Linked DNA regions of Capsicum annuum: region 2 is linked to region 1. The links are chromatin contacts, called in public Hi-C maps. All regions are on one chromosome and are shown on one strand. Each heading gives the region's core, a stretch centred on a gene start, on an enhancer-like site or on the middle of the called end of the contact. The rest is flanking DNA. Distances are from core to core; before and after follow the strand shown. Region 1 overlaps LOC107842388. Region 2 overlaps LOC107842389 (OVARIAN TUMOR DOMAIN-containing deubiquitinating enzyme 4).

Region 1 (3,341 bases), core at 348-2,847:
ATTACCTATAGTTCCACTGCTTGATGAAAAAACTTCCGGAGACTCAGAATTTTTGCTTCCACAAGCATTGCCTGATTGAGATTCTTCCGGCTTTGTCATTCTAATGAAGTTGAGAATTTTCATGAATGATTTCCATGATTCTGTCGGAACTCTTCCAACAATTTCCTCGTACAACTCTTCAGATAGTTTTCCAGAGGCAAGCCATACGACCATTACCCTTCCAATCTGTCCATAGCTCAGAATACCTCTGGTTTTAATATCTTGATGGATGAATTCTTGCAACACGTCACGGGAAAGTTCAGTTCTCCTGAGAGAAATCATATTCTCCATCAATGATAGTCGGGGGTCAAGGGGGAAGGCTTTCTCAAAGTACTTTGTAGATAAGGACAAGAAATGCCGTATTCTCCACTCAAAACTCTTAGAATCAAGGTCCTTGGACTCACTTAAAAATTTTGCTACCTCATATATATTTAGAAGACACATGCTTTGCCGGAAAAGAGACACTGAAGTTGCAGCCAACTTATAGATGGAGTCAAGAGTATCCAAAACCTTCAAACCAACAAAAAGTAATTCGGTATGCCAGTGATGTCGAGCGGCATAAATAAAATGCCGAGCATCAATAAATACCATCTTTTTGCACCGTCTGATGAAACTTTGGTGAATGTTTTTAACCCATTCAGCATCAGGATGCAACAGTGTGTATGTAACATTGAGATCATTCAGGTGCTGCCTAGCACCAAAGTAATTTAGGCAGAAATTACAATAGCCTTTATATTCACCAAAGTCTTCTACGTCAAGCCCTTGAAGAGATTCAAGAAGATCAAAGATAGTCTTCTTCCACAAATTCCAAAAGTAAAGCAGTGTTCTGACACTAACTTGGCTGCAAATAACCAATTCTTCGGAACACTGTATATTAGCTGATAAACTATCATCCCAAATATACTTTGCAGCATTATTTTCAAAATGAACATCCAATATTTTTCTAGAGCACAACATTTCACTGATTATACTTTCACATTTCTGAGATGCAATGAAAATGTGCTTCAAGCCAGACCAGTCACTTGACTCATTTGATAAAACTTTAACCAATGTGCATGTGGTTTCAAAGTTGGATCCAAGCCCCGCAAATGACATGGCCTTTTCCAAGAGTTCCTTCTTTTGGGGGAATGACTTCAGAGGCCAACCTTTACCTCCAGAGAACCATAGGGAGTTGGAGAGAACATAAAGAAGAACGAGAGAAGATGCTTTGTCAGAATACCCAGCCTTTCCTGTTATATCCGCTTCACGAAGAATATCACCTTCCAGCCGTGCAATTTCTGCAGCTTCTGGGAAGTTTCCCAATTCTTCTTCTAACAACAGCAGCTCATCAAGGCACCCTACAGATTTCAAGAAATTGCGTGTCATGACAATTGAAGGGAATGCTTTCACAAATTTCATCATGGAGCCTCTGTCATTGAGCTCAAAATAATTTAAAGCGCAATTTCCCAGGAACTCCTCCTCAATTTTGTCAATTTCACTTGCTCTTTTCCCCAATGTACTACACTGAGCAGCATCGTGCTTCCAGTACTCAACATACTGTAAACCCAAGCCAAAACATCTTCCTTTGGTGCAAACTGATAAGCACTCAGAGAAATGATTGCCTTTAGCATAAACTCTTGCAGCCTGCTCATAGCATCCAGCCAGTGCAAAACACTCGGCAGCTTTTACCAGTTCAGATTTTCCACACTTCTCCAAATAAATTTGTCCTGCAGATATGTTTAGCAGGTTAAAACATCAAAAAACGAAAATTTGTAGAGTAAAATTTAAATTAGGGATAAAATTATCAAAAAAATTTAATGCAAAGACTATCAAAATCATACATTCTCTCTCATACATACATACATACATACATACATACATACATATATATATATATATATATATATAAATATATATATCAAACCCATATAAAAATTCAAATCTACCAAAATGAGCGAAAATTTGTAAAGTAATTAAAATTTAAATTAGGAATAAAATTGTCAAAAAAATTTAATGTAACGACTATAAAAATCTAGCGTTCTCTCTTAATATAGTAGTAAAGTTATATATACACACACACACATATATACATATATATATAAATATCAAACCCATATAATTGTTCAAATTTACCAAAATGAGCGAAAATTTGTGAAGTAATTAAAATTTAAATTAGGAATAAATTATCAAAAAAATTTAATGTAAGGACTATCAAAATCTCGCGTTCTCTCTTATATATAGTAGTAAAGTTATATATATATAAAGTGATAATAACAGGATTTGGAGGGTAATTTTGTCATTTTACGACTTTATCCCAAGTTAAAATATGGTGGGATTATTTATACAACCCCTTAGATGGGATAAGTTATCCTGGTATTATTTGTTAATCCCGACATAAGTTATTTCGAATTTAGCAACCAAACATAGTATCAAAAAAATTATCCCACGACTATTATTTTATCCCAGGATTATATATTTTAATACCTAACACCAAACGACCCCTAAATGTGTTCATGGTAACACTTTGAAAATGTTACCTTCAGTGATGTCATTGATGACATCTATTGAGACAGTTTTTTTGCCTATAAAAAGAGCTCATCAGCTCCTTGTTTTGACACACCAAAACAAAGAATGAAGAGAAAAAAATAGTGAGGCATCACAGAGAGTCTAGTTTGTGAGGGAAAAATAGAGTGTGTGATTGATATTGTAGTGAGGTGGAAAAATCAAAAGAGAGCTATTTATTTTGAGTGTGTTGTAGTCTTCAGAGTATTTTACTCAAACCAGAAGTGTAAAATTTCTAACTATAGTGATATCAGTTGCTTCTATAGGCCAGTGGTTTTTTCGCTTACTGGTTTCCATGTAAAGTTCTTTGTGTCATTATCGCTCTTGTTGTTCTTGATAATTAACCGCATTATTGTTGTTTTCGTATTTATTGCTTTTATTACCTCAATATTATTATTGTGGTGGGGTTTATCCCTAACAACTGGTATCAGAGCACACGTTATGCTCATTCGCGAAAATAATTTTTTGCAGTTGGTTGTACTATACTCTATAAAATAAAATGTCCTAAGTAAAGCATGAGGTAGCAAAATTTAATAGTGATAGCAGTTTCTCAACATGGCCGAGAAGGATGAGGGATCGGCTCATCCAACAAGGATTACACAAGGCACTAAGTGGCAAATCCAAAAGGCCTGAATCCATGAAAACGGGGGATTGAGAAGAAATGGATGAAAAGGTTGCTAGTATAATCAGGTTGCACTTAACAGATAATGTGGTCAATAGCATCATCGATGAAGATAGGGCGTCTGATATTTGGACAAAGT
Region 2 (3,032 bases), core at 433-2,932, 160 kb after region 1:
ATAAAATAGTGTTTTTCTTTTTCCAATAGTCTCTTTATCTCAAGGTATTTCCTTCGGCTTGTGTTTATAACTATGGGAATACATGCTCTGCTGACCTGATCAGGTACGGCTATCGTATCCACTACCCATAAAAGGTAATGCAATACAAACTTATACACTTTCCACTATGGGCTACACGTGTAACACTTTTCAGTGCTGCCCCCTTTCGGGCAAGCCATACCATCTTAGGTCTCTTTTATTTCCTCCTTAAGCTTTTCCCAATGCAACTTCGTTTAGGTTATAAACACCTACATTGTAACCCTAATCAATCTTTATATCAGTCTATGTGACGACAATCCAATACTCATGGTAGAATTCAAGTTAAATGCTGAGTTAGGTTTCGTTTCACCTTTGGTTTAAAATTCTTGTTGGTGATGAAACCTTTTCAAATCCTTATCCCAATTCCTTCTAGTTTCGAAATGCGTCCTACTATGTGTATTCATGGATTAGGATTAAGGATTAAATATGTGTATGCATGGATTAGGATCGAGGTATAGATAATTGTAGTGCAAAACTGTGTGAAAGTACTAAGGAATTCTCCAATTTTTTGCTGTCTAGGGCTGTTGCACTGAATTGTTTGCCGAGTCCATTGTGTTGCACTGGATGAGGGGACTTTGAAACTCTGTGAAGTTTCGCTCCCATGCAGTGCGCGCTGGCTAGTGATCCACTTTTAGTGCTTCGCACTGGTTGCTGTCAGCCTGCACGACTTCAGTAAAACGGCTGTCTAGAAGACACCAAATGAAAACCGCTTGAACCGTTGCAGACAATGTTTTAAGGATTACTACTTTGTTTCAAGAGTCATGTCCGAGTTCTTACTAGATTAAGAGTTGTGCATCTTTGAGATTGGGTGGTCTTCACTTGTTAGCATAAGCATCTTTGAGATTGGGTGGTCCTCAGTTGTTAGCATAAGCATTTTGTCCCAACTTCTCTTGTTTCTGTGAGGTCGGTGTATTAATTTTTATTTTGGAAATGCACCTTTTTTGTTGCACCTTAACCAGAAGAGGTGCGAGTATCAGATAAGAGTTCATTTCCTGTTGTTGTTGGATGCATTTAACTATTTAAGCTAGTGTCTGAGAAATGGACTGCAAATAGGAGCTACAGCACCACTAACAAAGAAAAGCTGCGATAATGAGGTGGCGGAAACTATAAGAATTTAGGTTAGTTGAACGAGCAGAAAGAAGAGTTCATGGGTGGAGGGATACCGTTTCAGTCTCAGGAACAATAGCTGGATTGGGCGAGGTAGTTGCTTTAAAGTTTTCCAAAATTTTCATATTATTACAACGTGCGTCTCCAGACCTGACTTCGTGGGAACTTTGTGGGAATATATGGGGTATGTTGTTGTTGTTGTAACTTGTGTCTATATGTTGATAATCTCAATCTCGTTAGTTTTTCTGTATTACACCAGATGAATATTCTCTTTATCTTCTTGAATATATGGATTTATGTGGCTATATGGTGCACATTACGATAGAAGTGGAAAAGTTGATGATGCTGCATTCGATCTATATCAGTTAGAGTAGATCACCAGACCACTCGGTTATTATAGCCTCACCATGGTACGTGAGATTTATGCACTTACGAGATTGTACTGTTGACTTCTGCAGGATGCCAATTAGTGTTTACATGTATGACCAGGACGCAAGTGGCCTAATTTCTATTGCTGAATATGGGCAAGAATATGGCAAGGACAATCCTATTAAGGTTCTCTATCACGGATTTGGTCATTATGATGCATTGCACATTCCCGGGAAGAAAGGACCAAGATCAAAACTTTAAATTGCATTCTGATCATGAAGGTTTATCATGGAGAAGAAGAGGCAATGCACATGCTTTTGAACTATGCATTATTTAGAATGTAACAAATAGGCTGAATGTGAATAGCCTACATATGGGGCCCTAAATATATGCTCTCTTTGAATTGTTAGGAGTTTGGTTCTTCCCCTCATCATGATGTAATCTTTACCATCTTTTCTTTTCATTTCTCTGTTAAGTCGAATTCTGAAGTATTGTTTGATGATGCTTTGCAAATGAATGTACCCTTTTCTTTTTCTATGGATAAAGTAACTTGTTAAGATTTTTTCCTTCTCGCGCGGTGTTCGGTAACAACTTTGGGTCCCAATAAATCTAAAGGATTTAGATATTTTATCTATTCAACCGTATGTTTTGGAACCTGTTTGGCTAAAAGATTTTGGAAACCACCAACCGAAATTGTTTTTTTGGGGTCAAATATCTATTTGGCCATGGACATTATCTAGTTTTTGGGAGATCAGTTTTCAAATTCAAGGTGTTCTTCAAATGTGGTAGATAATAAAATTCATGCTGATAAATAACTAGGATATGAAAATTTGTAATGATTGTGGTATTTGATTTCAAATAGATTTGTCTTTTTAAATATAAATTCAAGAGGTTTTGAACTTATTTTTTAATCTTGATGGACTTGATTTTGATTTGTAATTCAATTCAAGGGGTTTCGAGCTTGATGATGAATGTTAATGAACTTGATCTTGATATGTACCTGAATTCGAAAGCTTTCGAATATAGATTCAAGAGGTTTTGAACTTATTTTTGAATCTTGATGGATTTGATCTTGATTTATAATTGAATTCAAAGGGTTTTGAGTTTGATCTTGAACGCCTGAATTTAAAAGCTTGAAGCTTAATCTTGAATTTGGTAGTCTTGATATTGACTTGTATTTGAACTTGGTTGCTCGAACTTATAAGTTCTAAAGAAATCTGTAGCATTTGATCCACTAACTCTCTTTGGCATCTTGTTAGAATTTTCGTGTCTTATCTGAATTATGAAAACCTCTATTTATAGTTGTAGTATGAGAGAGTTGAGATAAAGACGAATTCTTTTCGGCCAACCAAATTTAAGTGACATAACTATACTAATTGGTCAAAACACGTTATTTGTACACATGACGCATTTCCATTGGCTTTTGATTTAACTAGACATGATGTCATTATGATAAATGGCATGATCTTATAACCACC

Evidence for each region. A called contact is a pair of places that touch in the nucleus more often than the background predicts.
Region 2: a Hi-C map of leaf shows a contact between it and region 1, with 3 times the contacts expected there. The contact joins two enhancer-like sites. A contact is called at or near these places in 3 of 5 Hi-C or Micro-C datasets (leaf and placenta).

Annotation. Positions count from the first base shown.
Region 1 is chr9:169,526,819-169,530,159 of UCD10Xv1.1, forward strand. LOC107842388 reads right to left here. Exons shown (of 16, transcript XR_007045148.1): 12 at 1-1,745. Among protein-coding and RNA genes, the nearest start is that of LOC107842388, 19 kb to the right of the region's middle. Within about 2 kb of position 1,598, at least 3 of the 5 cell types and tissues checked have an H3K27ac peak or open chromatin away from gene starts, as enhancers often do. A contact at or near this core is called in leaf, where this site is marked.
Region 2 is chr9:169,691,664-169,694,695 of UCD10Xv1.1, forward strand. LOC107842389 (OVARIAN TUMOR DOMAIN-containing deubiquitinating enzyme 4) reads left to right here. Exons shown (of 7, transcript XM_016686210.2): 7 at 1,644-2,099. The coding sequence ends at 1,815. Among protein-coding and RNA genes, the nearest start is that of LOC107842389, 11 kb to the left of the region's middle. Within about 2 kb of position 1,683, at least 3 of the 5 cell types and tissues checked have an H3K27ac peak or open chromatin away from gene starts, as enhancers often do. A contact at or near this core is called in leaf, where this site is marked.